Linked DNA regions of Rattus norvegicus: region 2 is linked to region 1. The links are chromatin contacts, called in public Hi-C maps. All regions are on one chromosome and are shown on one strand. The core of a region is the stretch at or near the end of the contact, and the rest is flanking DNA. Distances in the headings are between cores, read along the strand shown.

Region 1 (4,078 bases), core at 645-3,144:
ACCTCCCAATAACCCAGTTCTTCTCCCCAGAGGCCACCATTGGTATCACTTTCTGAGTATTCAGTGCAAACAAGAACTGTCAGTCTCCCTTTACTCCTCCCCCTCCTTTATTTTGGAAAAATTTAAATAACAAGAAGGTTGCAAGAATAGTACAGTAAACACCCTTCCCCAATATTCACCAATTGAGGACTGGCCATATTTTGTGGAGTATTTTGCAGGGATTATTATCAACTAGAGCTTGCAACACCTTACATTCATGTCAGTTTTGTACATGTGGTCACTGAGGTGCCAGTGAAGGCAAAGAACTTGCCCACAGCCAGATCAGAGCTGGGCTCTCCCCTCAGGCTGCAGGAAGACTTTGATCCGGGTTCCTTCATCCCTGATGCTTGTGCAGGAAAGCATTTCCTTCTCAAAATGGAAATACACCTCCCTGGGGTAGTCACCAGGAAAAGTACACAGCTCTGAAGGCATTTCTCTCCTAAAGCCTCCTTGTGACCTGAGCTCAGCTGCTCTCAATGCCACCACCTGCTCCAATATCACCTCCACCGTGAAGAATGAGTTAGCTCAGCCTCTGTTTAAAAAAAAAAAAAAAAAAAAAAACAGGGGCTGGGGATTTAGCTCAATGGTAGAGCGCTTACCTAGGAAGCGCAAGGCCCTGGGTTCGGTCCCCAGCTCCGAAAAAAAGAACCAAAAAAAAAAAAAAAAAAAAAAAAAAAAAAAAAAACCAAAACAAACAACAACAACAACAACAAAAAAACAAAAACAAAAAACCCGCAGGCTGACTCCTGGAACTGCCAGCCAGCTGAGCCTGGAATCTCAGGTCAAAGTGATTCCTCCCTTACTTCTTGCCTCCCTCCCCTCTCCTCCTTAGAAATGGCTCACTATGGTCCAGACTTGGCCTTAAACTCTCCATCCTCCTAGATCTGCCTCCAGAGTCATGGGACCACACACTCCTTTCTTGTTCCTCCTCTCCACTTCCACCTGCATACCTTGGGAACATTTCTGCAGGCTCTGCTTAGAACCAGCTCAAGGCTGTAGGAAGCAGTCTGTCTCCTAAGGAGCAGGGGTTGTCCCTCTCCATCCCCCTCCCCTCCGCTCTAGACTCCTCTGTCCTTTCCTTTCCAAGTGGCCTTTTGCCTGGGAGTCTGGGCAAGAGTGGTCTGGAGTATACAGTTCGGGCCCTTTCCTGCAGAGTGACCTTGCACAAGCTATTGGCAGTGTCTGAGCCTTTGTTTCCTTAAGCACAAAACGAAGGTAAGACTGCTTAACTCTAGCAGAATTGGGCTCCCATAGTAGAATTGACAACTCCTCACGGGGCTGCTGACATCTTCTAGTCACCTCGGAAACACTATGCCTTATTACTTAACTGTTCCGCGCGCCTCAGTTTCCTTACGTAAAACCGGAATGGTCATGGAAAGGTTGTGGAACTTTAATGATCTAAACCACAGGGAGCTCTTGAAACAATTCCTAGCCCTTTTGGTGCGACCTGGGTCGACCATAGACTTAGCACACAGTAGGGGCGCCGGGTCGACGAGGCAGAAGGCCGCAACGAAGAGGCTACGAGAGAGACAAGGGCCCGCAGGGAGACCGCGGAGATCTACCGCGTCCTTCCGGGAGCAGACCAGCCCAGCGCCGCAGCTGTCAGGCCGCGGGCGGCAGCGCCAGTCCACCAAACCTGAAAGTTCCATCCCAGCGCCTCCACCTTCCCAGCCTGGACAAGTTACCTTGCGCCCGCTGCTCCTGGTCCCGCCCCCACCATCCATTGGTCAACGGGTTTCTTTGTTAGCAGGAGCGTGCAGGTGCCATTGGTTCGCGGGGCTGCCGGTTGCGGCGCCCCGCCCCGCCCCGCCCCGCCCCGCCCCGCCCCGAGTGCGCGCGGCGCCCAGCTCGGTTCGTTCGCGGTGGCGGCGGGCGCCCGGTGAGCGCGACGGCTGGACTTGCCGGCCGGCGCCTTGGGGGCGGCCGCGGTGGAGCCAGCGGCCAGAGGCCGCGTCCGTCCATGGGCCCACAGCGGCCGGGCGGCGGGGCGGGGCGCGAGGCGGCGCGCGCGCTCTGAGGCCGCGGTGAGCAGGCGGGGCGCGGCACGAGAGGGGAGGCCTTTCCGGGCCTGCGGCGGCCAGCGCAAAATGCGGCGGCGGCCGCGCTGAGTCCCCGACCTCCGGGAGCGCGCTGGGCCGTGGCGGCCCGCTCCGCGGCCCCCTAGCCGACATGTCGGCGGCCAAGGAGAACCCGTGCAGAAAATTTCAGGCCAACATCTTCAACAAGAGCAAGTGTCAGAACTGCTTCAAGCCCCGCGAGTCGCATCTGCTCAACGACGAGGACCTGACGCAGGTGAGCTGCCGCGGGTGCGGAGCTGGGAGTCCTGCCTGCGAGTCGTGTCGGGGAGCGCGGAGCCTGCGAAGGCCAAGAAAAAATAAAATGGAGCAGGAAAAAGAGATGCGTGAGAGTTGGGGGATGGGGTTGGAATGGGGGCGGGAAGAGTATCGATAGAGCCGGGACAAAGGGAAAATCCTCAAGAATGCCGAAAAATAACATCCTTTCCCGTTCCCATAGCTCTGCCGTGTGATTCATGCTTGTTGGGTGACTCAAAAATGTCTGGTTTCCCTGGATAGGAACAAAGTGGGGCTTGCTTGCCGCTTGTCAGGATCCCCCCCCCCCAACCCCCTGCGACTTGTCTTGGGGCTGGACTCAGACTTGACCACCAGACTGTCCCAGGAATTGGCTTGTTTGCGTGGGTCACCAGTTTCCATCTTGTGGAATAGAGCCTGCCCTCCTAAGTCACTGTCACCGTCAGGGTCTGAAGAGCGATGAGGTGTCTCCAATTGGGGATGGGTGGGTCTTGCTCTTGAACTGAAGGTAGGAATAGCTTTCGTTGAGAGGTTAAGGGGCTTCCCTTCTTGTTTTGCTCTCTGGCCCAGGAGTTCAAGAAGACCTCTGCATTCTGGGTAAAGTTGGTTCTCCCCTCTTTCTGTGCTTAAACTGTTAGTCGGGATTTTGGACCAGGTTAGAAGCTCTTCCTAACCCGTGTCAAAGTCACAGTCATAGAAAGAACTGTCCTAGACCTCCAAGTCACAGTCATGGAAAACACAGGCCTAGACCCCCAACCCTGGAGCAGTGTAGGAGACTGGGAGTTTGTATTGGTACAAGGTTCCCAATTTAGGCTATTGTCCCATGGGAACTGACTGGTTGCTCTCAGTTTTCTGGTGTTGAAGATTCCTGGCCTTGTTTGCAGCACTTTGGGAAAGCCCTGTACATCCTGCTTACCTTTTTCCCTAGCCCTCTGCCGCTGCCTCTCAACACCTGCTTGCCGACTGCCAGTAGAGCTCCCCAAGCATTCCAGCCCAATGCCACCTAGTTGTAGCCACTCCTTTTGGAAAGAGCTGTTTAGACTGAAAACATTGCTTTGAAGTGCCCTGGTTTGAATGTTTTTTAAAGCCTTTATGGGCAAACAAGTGGGCAAGCAAGGTTTGACTTCTTTTATGGGGCAAACCAGAGTGTAGTAGTAGGGCAGGGGTTATGCCATCTTGCTCTGAGGTCAGATTTCCAATAGCCAGGAAGTAATCAGGAAGCTTAGCCAGACTCTCCAAGTCCCAGTCATTGGTTGGTGAGAACACCAAGGGCCTTAGAGACCTGTCTGTTTGGGAAGGGTAGGACTGTTGAAGAGAGAGAAATGTGATTTCCTCTTCTCATTTGGACCCTGTTCTGGGAAGGAGTGTATGGGATCTGAGGTGACTGCTTGTGACTTTCTGAGGTTTGACCTTGAACGAGTGAGTCCTTTTACCTCTGTTTTAATTTCCATGTCTGTAAACTGGTAATAGTGATCCTGGCTTATTTCTCCCATGTGTTAGGAAAAGCAAGAAATATGTTTTATTGAGCTTTCCCTCTTATAATTTAACAAACTGAAAAACCACCCATAGAACAGTCAGCTTTGATTTAAGAAGTTTCTGGCCTTGGCAAAGGCTGTTTTGAGGGAAGCTTGTAAGTTTCCAGGTTATTTGAAGCAACTGCCTAAACTGATAATTAGATATTTATGCTACACAGGAGCTGTTTCTCTGATTCTTAAATGAATGAGTGGAAT
Region 2 (4,138 bases), core at 513-3,012, 51 kb after region 1:
GTGGCTAGAGAGCAGGGCTTCCCCTAGTGACAGAAGTCAGATCGGTCATGGTGGAAGTTGGGGAAGCTGAAAACAAAGTTGCTTGGTAAGACTTACCACTTGGGGATAACAGTTCGTACAGAGTCTGTGAACTGTCGGGCACACAGATGTGTACATTCCTGAGGCCAAAAAGTAAGATTCGTTAAGTATTTAACCTTGTAACTTTTTAAAATGTTCTATTCTGCAGTTTCCTGTTTTATCCTATATATATTATCTTCATTCACCGTTGCATCCATCAGGTTTGCTCATGGTTCTTACACTCTCTCTCAACTTGTTTCCAGGCTGGTTTCTTTGTTTGTTTGTTTGTTTGTTTGTTTAAATGTACGTCTGAGATCAACGACGCCACAAGAACTTGGTCCACAGAATCAACTGACTAGGACTCAAGTAGGCTCATAGAGATCAGGGATCCTATATGGGTCTGACCTAAGTCCTCTGCAGATTTGCTATGGTCGTGTAGCTAGATATTCTTGTGGGATTCCTAACAGTGGGAGTGGGGCCTGTCTCTGGTTCTGCTGCCTGCCTTTGGCACCCTTTTTCTCCATCTGAGTTGCCTTATCCAGCTTGATAATGTGCCTGGTCTTTCTTACTGTAGCTTGTTATGCCATATTTGGTTAATGTCCCTTGAAGGCTTGCTCTTTGCTGAAGGGAGATGGAGCCAGCCGGGGTGAGTCTGGGTAATAAGGAGGGGGCGGGGAGAAACTGCAGTTGGGATGTACTGTATGAAAGAAGAATAAATAAAAAGAAAAAAAAATGAGAGCCTCAGAGAATATTCTTGGAAGTAGGATTGCTGGTGTGGAAATGAGTAAGTTTTGAGCCTATCAGTAGTTAATTCTTCAGTAGCATTGCATGATATCAGCTAACTGGCTGGGTCTCCCTAGCTTCTCCCTTTTTCATTTCTCTGTATCCTATCCCAAACTATAGTGGCAGGCTTTTTGAGTGAGGCCTCTAAAAGATGTTTGGTACCATGGCTTTGATCTTCAAGAACAGTTATTAGAAGCCAAAAGACAACTCAGAAATCTCATTTTGGATTTTATGCTTCTCCCACGTCAGAAGCAGGATCAAAGTTTGCTGCCCCTTGCCACTTTGCTGTCCCCTGAGCTAAAAGGGAGTCTGGGTGCAGGCACACAGGCTACTTATCCCTTGGTAAAGGAAAGTGGAATAGACCACAGCACGGAGGAGAGACTGCTCCGTCTCTCACAGTCTCCAGAATCTTTGCTGTTCTCTGCCTTCAGCTCTGACTCCACCCCACCCACTTGGCCTTTTGGATGAAAACAAAGCTGTCTCAGGCTTACTTAATTCCCATGTCTCTAAAAATATCTGTGAGCTTCTGCTGGCCCAGTCTCCTCCCCCATATGCTGCTACTCTCCCCCCACCCAAGACTTAGGGGAAGAAACAAGATCTCCCTCTCATTGTTCTTTCCAAGCTCAGAAAGGAATAAATAAGAACACTGAGTTTCCAAAGTTGAAAGGGGGGAAAACTGCCTTTGTCGGGCCTGGAGGGGCGCCACAGCATCTGAAGCCATCCCTGCTGGGGACAAGCCATCACTCTGTAGTCCCTCTCTCTCACAAGGAAAGGAATGGAAGGGCCAATAGCCCAGACTCCTTCCTCCTTGTATATGTGGGATGGCAAAGGGAGCTAGGGCTTGGGCAGCCTAGAGGAGCTGCATGTGGGAATGGCGTGGCTCCCAGCCTTTGACCACGCCTGGTCAGCACAGGCCAAAGGGGGCTGTGGGAAGTGTCCAACCTCAAGGCTGCTTGTGGCCCCGGGCGCTTTCTCAGGCATTTCTGGATTGGGACAGAGTCTCAGACAGCACTCTTCCCAACCCCCAATCCTAGCTTTGGACTCCTGCCTAATTGAGGCTTTATTTATCTCCATGTTTCCCAGCTCTGTGAGACAGACAAGTGGGTGAGGCCCACACATTCTCGAAGCACAGGGGAAGAAGGGCCCAGGGGAGGAAGAAAATATAAGGGCCGGCTCCCTTCTCAGAGGAGCTATGCAGGGAGGAGCTAGAGTAAGAGGAGCCCTGAGGAGCTTCCCAGTAAGGTGTCTGGCCGTACTGCACATCTTATTTTCATCCTACTTGGAATCCAAAAATAGCCTTGTCAAAGTCACAGCCCTTCATATGGGAGCTCTGCACATCAGAACTCAGAAGAGCTGCATTCAGCTGTTGGTTGAAAGCCACTAGCTGCCTCTCCCTTTTCCTTGCAGGCCAGACCTGTGCCCTCAGGATCCAGCAGAGACTTGGGGTGAAGAGAAGTGTCAACATACACAACTGCACTCAGCAAGCTGACACCTCTCTCTCTCTCTCTCTCTCTCTCTCTCTCTCTCTCTCTCTCTCTTCTGTATCTCTTTGGAAAGAGAAAAATCAGTTTCCTTTCCTCATCTGTTGTCTTGCTTCTTCTTCCTTTTTTTTTTTTAAACTTTCAATATTCCTACTTAACTTGTACAGAGTGAAGCAGACCCACCTCTCTATATAGGCCATTTAAGAAAATAAAAGTCAAACTATATTGGATTTGGAGCCGTTGTGTGTAGGAGGGTAGAAGCACAAAAACTTTTTTGTCATTTTGCTCAATTATAAAGTCAAGGTATTTATTGGACACATTTTTTTGAGACACAAAAATAAGATCAATTCTCCAGAAAGTCTGCCGTTGTTTGGTTCACTTGTTCAGGTCAACTCAAAAGAAAAGTCCTTCTAGGCATCACATTCTGTCCTTTGACAGCTGTCACACTAGTAGAGATCGGAGTAGACGCTTATCCTTAGGGTAATATATACCTTCCTTGGGGTGGTTCTTGGTAGCTGTAGGTTAGTTCTTCCCTATCACTCAAGGGTCCTGGGCAGAAGGCTGGCTAGGCAGACACAGGCATGGACGACCTTGGAAGTCTGCGTCCCCCGTCCCAGAAGCACTCTAACTTGAGATCTAGGTTGCTCAGAGTGCCTTGCTGGCATCGTCAACCTCCCAAGCCATTTTGGCTAGAAGTGGAGGTCTTGGGGACCACAAGATGCCTGGGAAGAGACCAGTCTTCTAGTTTATTCCAGGCTGGGCTTTTTCAGTTGAGTTAGTTTGCCTTCAGGCAATTGTCAGAAAATACTTCAGTTGATATGTGAGGGTTAAATTCCAATTCTGCTTTCTGTTTGCTTACCCTGAGGTGCCTTTGTGACTCAGTAAACCTGTCCTTTTCCCTTTGCACCATGAAGACTGAGGATGGCCAGTTAAGAGTGGAGACAGTAAGCTACAATGTAGCAGAATCCTGTTTCCTGTCCTCTCTGAACATTCATCTGAAGAGATGAAGGGAAGACAAGGATGCCAAACCAACAAGGTGTCCTGCTTTCTATGCTTGCTTGACCATTAGACTAAAGGAAAGGCTTTGTTCCTTGCAAAGTAGTTCTCTTGCCTAGGATCCAGTGATGCCCGCTCACTGGTGAGGAAGTTGTTTAAGATTTCATCAATGCTGTGTCCGACTAAAAATACTGTTCATGTTATTTAAAAGATAAAAACCTTCAGAAACATTTGACAGTAGTGTAGGCAACAGTTATGTATATAGTTCCCTATTCTTTTTATATTATTTATTGAGAGTAGAGTTCTGGCTAGAGAATTTGAAAAACCAAAGGCTAAAGAGACTACTTTAGCTCCTAGAACATGACCACTGCAGCTCAGAGTAATTCAACTCTCTTTGGGCCTTGGGACCCTGCAAATGACCCTGGAGAATGCACTTGTTCCAGAGGACTCTTCTTTTCAGAGTGTTTAGACCTGTGGGCCACTTTGGGGTAGATACTTAAGTGCCCCTTGTGGTGAGCTGTTGTGGACAGGAAGAGATACAACTCTTCCTCAGTCCTGCTGGCTACTCCGTGCTTCAGCTTCCTTTATGTCTTCTTTTTATGGCCATTTCCATCACGTATGTTTCTGAATTGATATTGACCACAACTTGATACTGTGTACTGAGCAAATGTATTTGGAGTGGTACACGTCAATAACTCAGTCATTCACAGACTAGGAGACCTGGCACATCACCTCCAGATACTCCCTGGCCACTCTTTTGTACCCCTCAGATTTCATCTCCTAGGAGGGAGGTATGATGGACAGATGATGGGCTATGAGTT

The links. Hi-C and Micro-C count contacts between places; a contact is called where the count stands out from the background.
Region 2: a Hi-C map of frontal cortex shows a contact between it and region 1, with 2.0 times the contacts expected there. The contact joins the enhancer-like site here to the promoter of Mprip in region 1. A contact is called at or near these places in 3 of 12 Hi-C or Micro-C datasets (frontal cortex, hepatocytes and kidney).

What each region holds. Positions count from the first base shown.
Region 1 is chr10:44,951,606-44,955,683 of GRCr8, forward strand. Mprip (myosin phosphatase Rho interacting protein) reads left to right here and starts at 1,895. Exons shown (of 24, transcript NM_001414223.1): 1 at 1,895-2,331. The coding sequence starts at 2,209.
Region 2 is chr10:45,002,564-45,006,701 of GRCr8, forward strand. The region is part of intron 3 of Mprip (myosin phosphatase Rho interacting protein); the gene reads left to right. LOC120095110 (a long non-coding RNA gene) reads right to left here. Exons shown (of 5, transcript XR_010055640.1): 5 at 1-4,138. Among named protein-coding and RNA genes, the nearest start is that of Mprip, 51 kb to the left of the region's middle. Within about 2 kb of position 1,763, at least 68 of the 93 cell types and tissues checked have an H3K27ac peak or open chromatin away from gene starts, as enhancers often do.